Regions from separate parts of the Mus musculus genome. Here region 2 is linked to region 1. A link is a contact called in public Hi-C data. All regions are on one chromosome and are shown on one strand. Each heading gives the region's core, a stretch centred on a gene start, on an enhancer-like site or on the middle of the called end of the contact. The rest is flanking DNA. Distances are from core to core; before and after follow the strand shown. Region 1 has its middle 38 kb from the start of Gm30944. Region 2 has its middle 84 kb from the start of Gm31096.

Region 1 (3,634 bases), core at 437-2,936:
AATCTCAGACTATGTTCCAGGATGTGTCTGGTCACAAAAAGGAAGTAACTAGGGGTTGCTAAGGCACAGCGTGATCAGCTACATTATCTGGAGACAGGTTTGTGTATCACTTGTTGCAGGTGTTGGGTGGGAGGGTCCCAGGTTACTAAGTTATCCCTGCAAACTACCTGTGTCAGCTGGAACCCAGAGCCTTGTACATGTCTGGTGAGAGCCCTGTTAACACAGTTATACCCCAGCCCCTCTAGCTCTCTTTTTTAAATCTCTGCTTTTCTTTTTCTCTCAGGGTTTAATTTGTTTTTCTCAAAGGCACCTCAGCAGTCCTTCCAATCAGCTTTCAATTCTGTTCATTTTCTTGTTCCAGTCTAATCTTCTAATTTTTTTATTTTTCCCTACTTTAGCTTTCCATTTATGTCTTCTTAACTCTTTTAATTTTTATTTTGAATAGATAATTTTTCTCCCATATTTCAGTTTCCATGAGCTCTTTTTAAAAGTTGCATTTTACCCCCTTACACGATGCAGTGTTTTCTCCTGTGAGGGTAACATGATTCTTTATAAGATTTCATATTCTTTGTGTGTGTGCACAACAGTATAGGTGTCTACAGAGGCATCAGATCCCTTAGAGCTGGAGGTGTAGGCAGTTGTGAGTCAGCGTGGGTGCTGGGACCCAATGGTGGTCCTCTGTTAGAGCAGTATGTGCTCTTAACCACTGAGCCAGCTCTATAGTTCCATATTATAGTCCCTTACCAAGGTTTCTTATGGTATTTGGGTGGGGGGTGTTACTCTGAAATTTCACCCTTTTTCCAAATGCTCAGCCATCCTATCATATTTAAGAGACTGACAGTGAAAGACCAAGAAACCTGGGCATGATTTTGCATGCTTTCGATTCCCAAGTGCGGGCTAAGATGGAAGTGGGCTAAGATGGAAGTTTCGTCTCTCAGGAAATGAGACTCCACTGCACACTATATTCCCAAAGGGAGACTTTCAGATCCCTGGCACATTTGGGAAGGCATTTTGAATATTGTACCCCGGAAGTCTTATTGATGAGTAAGTCTGAAAATGGTCACCAAGACACTGTTAGTGGTAGTGGCAGTGACGACGATGATCACTGCAAAGTGAATTAGTCACACACTCTGGCCTCCACACATGTAGGATGCCACCGTGTACATGTCTCCCAGTAAATAATAAGTGTAAGAAAAAATTAAAACTTGTAGAGTCACACAGGTGGCTGAAATGGAATTTGGATCCGGTTGTCTCTCCTTCCTGATGATGGTAATAGCACTCGGCTGCTGAGATGTGTTGAGGATTCACCGTGCACGCCTTTACCTTCTGCATGGTCTGGCCTCCTTTCAAGCCTCAGAATGCAGAAGCTTGCTGTTCCTCTCTTTGGATGGCTGTTTTTGGCACACAAGTAGACCAGTAACATTTATTTTTAAAAATTCTTATGTAACTGAAGTATTTAACTTCTGTAGCAATTCCCTGCCCCCCTGCCCAAGGACCTGAAAACAGACCTTCTTTAAAAATTATAATTACATTTATTATTCCTGTAGAGGGAGGGAACAGGCATGTTGAGGTCAAAGGGCAACTCGTGGGAGTTAGTTTTCATCTTCCACTGTGTGGATCTCAGGGATTGAACGCAGGCTGTCATGCTTGATGACAAGCACCCTTCTGGCTGAGTCATCTCGCCCGCCCTAAAAAAGGTGGCTTATGACTTTCCCAACACAATTTCCCCACTCCTCCTGTATTTCCTCTGCTGTGCGGAGCTCAGAGAACAAATTGTTCTCTAGCAACTCTTTTGTTTTTGCAGTTGGAGAGATTGAGGGGATCCCAGCACACAACACTAGAAAACTGACTCGTGTTTTCTACAGTTCTCTCCAGTTGAGTTAAGGCTCGTGGTTGTTATATCTTCCAAATTGATAGGTCAAGAATGAGGATCACTGGTATGATATGCACACACACACACACACACACACACACACACACACACCCTCAGGTTTGCAAGACAGTGAGATATTCTGAATGAGATATACATAGTGCATAGTGGTCCATACCTTTAATCTCAGCACATGGGCAGCGTAAACAGATATAGCTTTGTGAGTCTGAGGTTAGCCCGGTCTATGTAGAGCATCCCATGACATTTAGGGCTGCATCATGAGAACTTTTCTTTAAAAAAAAGGCGGTGGGTGGATCCCCTAATGCAAGTTTCTCTTCTTGTGTGTGTGTGTGCTTGGCAATAAAATGAGATTATCTGTAATAAAAGTGTTTCATTACACAAGTCAATTACAAATATTTACAGTCCAAGTGTACAAGGCAGCTGAAGTTAGAGTAGTTGTTAGGTCTCAAACCTGGGACAAAGAGCTGAGGCGCTGATTTAACTGGATCAAACTGGATCTGGTGGCCAGGTTCTCCCAGCATCCCTCAGTCCCTGTTACAGGGTCCTCTTGGCTGGCATACTCTGCCCTCTACCCTAAACTTCTGCAGCCCAAGGGCTGGGCTGCCCTTCCCCTAGCTGCTCTTCCCTATAGAATCCAGCCATTTTGGCTACACCAGCCCTTTTGGCCTCTTGCTCCAAGCTCCCTCCTCTCTATCCCTCTTCTTCCTTCTCACTTCTCCTCACATGATCCACCTCAGTCTGCTGGTCATGTCCACTATGGACTCTCTCCCTGATGCCTCTGTCTGCACTCTCCCTCCTATCTACCATAAGACTTCTCCTCTACCGTACCTAGTATACCATGCCCTCCTTTTATTCTTTTTTTTTCTTCATTCAGTAATAACTACAAATCCTTAATGACTACATGTCAAGCCCTATACTAACTTGACCTACATTGTGTCATGTTGTCCTCATATTACCTCACCTACAGATGAGAAGACTAAGTTGTGAGACTGGCCAATTCACCTTGAAACTGAAGAGGCTACATAAGGGCAATGAGTTACTGGAAGTTGTAGTACTTTAAGATGGGCATGGGTTGCTGGGAGTTGTAGTCCTCCTGATGGGCAGAGCCATGCCACAATGAGATGCACTTCTAATACACAAACCTAATGATCTCCTTAAACATATCACAAGGAAGGGACCCACATTTACTACTTTGTTGTATGGTTCTGATTCTAAGCACTCACTCTGGATCCAGTTTTGACAAGTCTAAGTTAGTAAGCTTCAGCTCTCCCAAATCCGTATCCAGTGTTTACCGCGGGTGCTCTTCGTTGCATCCTTACCTTTTTGGATCCTTTTGGTGTGTTTAAACTACCACCTTACTTTATCGGGAGTGTCATCAGATTGATAAGCTCGCCTTTTCTGATTATTACTTAGTATGGTGGAAGGACGGTTTGATGAAGTCTTATGAACTTCATTGTGAATCTAAGTCTTGTTAGCAACCTCATACTGAAGAGTGCTTTGCAGTTTCTTTTGTAAGCTGTGAACCTCTTGGGGAAAAAGTAAATTGGCAAAATGTTTTTGTGGCTCATAATAGTGGAACCTTTGGTTTGCAAGGATCATCTCTAAGTAATTTTTTGTTTCTTGCAGACCAGAGCTGTCCAAGTGAAACAAAGTCCACAGACAAACAGAAGAAATAGGTTTTGGCCCAAGATGTTCAGGAGAGTCAGCAAAATATGGATCCCCTCAGTGGTTCCTTGTCCTCCA
Region 2 (3,634 bases), core at 310-2,809, 220 kb before region 1:
GACACTAACAAACAGAAATTGTAAATCAAGGGAATTTTTTTATTCAAATTTTTTAAAAAGGTGGAGAGGACTTGGCTAAGATAACTAAGTCTACCTATAAATGAGTACCAGGACCCAAAGTGGAGCACTGGAACCTGTTTTGTTCCCTGACAAGGACAAAGTGTGGGGTATTGGGTTTATTCTGTAGCACAGTGGAGTGTGTGCTATGAAATCGATGCAGCCATGGATGGGGAGAGGTGATATCTATTTTTCCATTGATGTTTGTTCTTGATTATCCTCACTGGCATCCCACTCCTGAGGCATCCCGGTAGTGCCAGGGTGGGGACTCAGATGCATTCCATCTGGCTCATCCCCTTTTGCCTCTGTGTCCTTCATGGCTGTCCCTAACTTCCTGTCCACTACCAGCATCAGTCTGAAGGCTGAGCCCCAACTCCTTAGGGAGATATATGTAGCTGCCTAAGAACTCTACCCACCAAACATCTCAAACCTTCCCTGTTGGCTTGGGGACAGGGTTGGGAATAAGCGAAGGGCTGAAACATTCAGAGCCTCTTCCTAGACACAGCAGTGGTATTTGTCTTTATGGAAAAGATGGGGAGCCAAGTTGCAGGGACTCACAACTAAGTCCAGTCCGGGCCAGCCCAGGCTAGCCCAGAGTCTCTGACCTGCCAGTATTGCTTCTTCCCTGGGACCAGAAGCATCACCTGAGTGGTATCTACTGGAATTCTATTCTGCCTTTTCCTCCTAGGTTCAAAATAAGGCTTTCTTGGTCCTATCAGGCTCCAACCTGCCTGTGTTTTCCCAGGCAAAGGAGCTGGAGACCTGGGGTTCACAGATAGCCTTGTATGGCTGTTTCTACCAAAATTATACATGAAACCAGAGAGGTTCATGAAACACATATGAAACCAAAAAGTAGTGTGGGTGTGGAAGGAACTGGGAAAGACTAGAAAAGAGCAAACAGACTTTAAATACATGTGTGTGTATGTGCACGTGTGTGCGTGTGCACGTGCATGCATAAGCTTAACCACCTCTGTCACCTGCTTTGACCTGGAATCCGGAAGTGCTCTTTATGACCTTATAGCTTAGAAGCAATGATATCCTAAGTAGAGGCTACAGGTGGAAGCAAGAGTCTGAGGAGAGGGGTCCTGGGCAGAATGTGATTTTAGGTCAGGCTTGAGAGACAAGGGGACATGGGAAGGGGTGGTTTAAGAGAAGAGTCAGTGCCAAGGGTGATATTTTGGACATAATATGATTGAGAAACCTATTAGATACCCAAGCAGATCTGCCTGACAGACAAATGACTGAGCATATTGAGAGTGGGGAGGGAGGGAAGATGAAAAGGAGGGAGGGAGGGGAAAAGGGAGGAAGGAGGAAGAGAGAAAAAAGGGAGAGGGAGAGAGAGGAAGAGGAGGAGGAGGAGGAGGAGGAGGAGGAGGAGGAGGAGGAGGAGGAGGAGGAGGAGGAGAGAAGAGAAGAGAGAAATCGCTGTATCATGCTGTCCTGCCTATAGTTGAAATTCCACATGCTGCGGAGATTCAGCCAGCAGGCCTGTGGAAAACTACTGAAGACTCCCTTGCACCACAGACTCTAAGTTTGAACGAAGGATTGGCTGGCTGCTTCCAAGAAGTATTTTGTGAGGACGTTGAGCGCTTCTTTCTTTTAGCTGAAGCACTTGACTTTGTCAGCAAGCCCAGATTGCATTTCTCTCACTGGGGTGAGCTCGCACCGATCACTATGAGCAGGCTCCCAAGAGGCTGAAGAGGAGACTCTCTGTTGGCCCCAAGGAGCAGAATCATCTTCCAGTCACCTCCTTGTGTCCTTCATAGATGTCCCTGCCTCCCAGACCCCAGCCAGGCTATCCTTTCTTCAGACAGACACATAAGGGAGACAGCACTCAAACTCGGGGTGTTTGGGTGAACTGCAATCAGAGAGGGGGTGGACTGAAAGGCTTAAAAGTGTTTCATTATTGAAGTATTAAACCTCTCTGAGCTGATCGGAAACTGATAGCTGACAGCCTCTATCCTGAGCTTCCCACTGGGTTTATACAGACCTCCCCATCCAGGCTGGAGGCCCCACACTTCTCAGACTATAGAAGGTAAGTGTTGGCTACAGTGAATGCCCTGAGTTTCCATTCCAGCTGTAGCTGACACCCCTTTTCCTGGGTTGGTGCCCACACTAGATGGATTGTCGGTTAAATATAGTGAGTCGTGTCAGTGGCATGGGGCATCAAGTCATGACAGTCTACTGCCAGTCTGTAACAGAGACACAGCTGGGAAAGTGCCCCAGACCCACTAATATCCCAATCTTGTCAGAGCCAGGACAGATCAAGACACCGTCCCCAGTGTCCTCTTCTTGCTTCCGTGGTGCTCCATCTCTCAGACAGGACACTCTGACCCTAGATATGTTTGGATTATCAAGTCCAGACAGTTCTGGTCTGAAATCTATCCTGTCCATTTAAGGAGACTTTGAATATATCTTCTTTGATCTAGTGTTGGCTGCCTTTAAAGTTTTACTCTCCAAGGGAAATTGTATTTCCCATTTCGAAGTTCTTAGGGATACCTCACTCTGGCAAGCCCCATAGACTGTCTACTCACAGGAGGTTAATCTTCATGAAATCCATCAGAGTTAAAGCTGCAGGGACCTTAATAATCATTTAATTCAGCCCTCTGGTTTTATAGGCCAGGTAACCAAGGACCACAGGAAAAAATGGCATGTTGGATCATTATTTATAACGGACATAATATTTACAACCAGTACAAATCACAAAGAAGACATTAATAAACTGAGCACACTGGAAAGCTGCTCACTCTGATTTTTTATAGTGACACAGACTAGTGACCTTCCTGGGCAGACGGAGACCCCTGTTCACTGAGAGGACATGGAGAACAAATATAGCAGCAAAACTCCATGAGCAGAAATCTCTGTTCTCGTCTGATAAAAAGAAGCAAAGAACTCAAAAAAGGAGTGAGAGAAGGCCTGTGAAGGCAGTATCACACAGCATCAGAGATGGTTTGGTTTAGACATGGCTCAATTCAGAGACAGTACAGTTCAAATATGGTCCAGCTCGGATATGGTCCTTCTCAGAATCTTCTTTCTAAAGCAAAGAGATAACTATGTGACAACTATTTGTCATAGTGTGGGTCTCCTGATATCTACTTTTCTTTCATAGCTGCCCATCTTCTGTTGAACAATCATCTCTGTGTTTCTGGATGATGATCTAGGAGATATGAGAACCCTGGTCCCTGACTTCCCTTACCATGTGTTTTCCATATCACCCTATTCAATTCCATCGATGCTCAGGTGAGCCTAGATTATTCTCTGTTTCTGAGAACCCAATTCCCCAACCCACAGTCCTCCCAAAGGCCCCTACTCAGAGACAGAGTCAAAACGGGCATCTGAAATATCCCTGAAGCAGTCTTCAGGGTTGAATTGATCCCCACTTATTCATTGCCAACCCCACGCCATCAGATCACAGCCACACTAGGCGTCAGGGTCTTTATAGAACTAAGGTTGAACGTGGCTATTGGGTAGGCCTCTCTCCGACTCTGTCCTTGTAAGAGTTGAAATCTGACACAGAAGGAGGGAAAATAGTATGTAAGAAATGCAAGAAGATGGCCATGTGTAAGCCAAGGAAGAG

The links. Hi-C and Micro-C count contacts between places; a contact is called where the count stands out from the background.
Region 2: a contact with region 1 is called in a Hi-C map of cerebral cortex, with 1.9 times the contacts expected there. The contact joins two enhancer-like sites. A contact is called at or near these places in 1 of 484 Hi-C or Micro-C datasets (cerebral cortex), 2 of 115 datasets of contacts at active chromatin or transcription factors (heart atrium and neural progenitor cells) and 1 of 9 other capture datasets (embryonic stem cells).

Annotation. Positions count from the first base shown.
Region 1 is chr3:84,983,258-84,986,891 of GRCm38.p6, reverse strand. No RefSeq gene overlaps it. Among named protein-coding and RNA genes, the nearest start is that of Gm30944, 38 kb to the left of the region's middle. Within about 2 kb of position 1,686, at least 13 of the 459 cell types and tissues checked have an H3K27ac peak or open chromatin away from gene starts, as enhancers often do. A contact at or near this core is called in cerebral cortex, where this site is marked.
Region 2 is chr3:85,204,671-85,208,304 of GRCm38.p6, reverse strand. No RefSeq gene overlaps it. Among named protein-coding and RNA genes, the nearest start is that of Gm31096, 84 kb to the right of the region's middle. Within about 2 kb of position 1,559, at least 13 of the 459 cell types and tissues checked have an H3K27ac peak or open chromatin away from gene starts, as enhancers often do. A contact at or near this core is called in cerebral cortex, where this site is marked.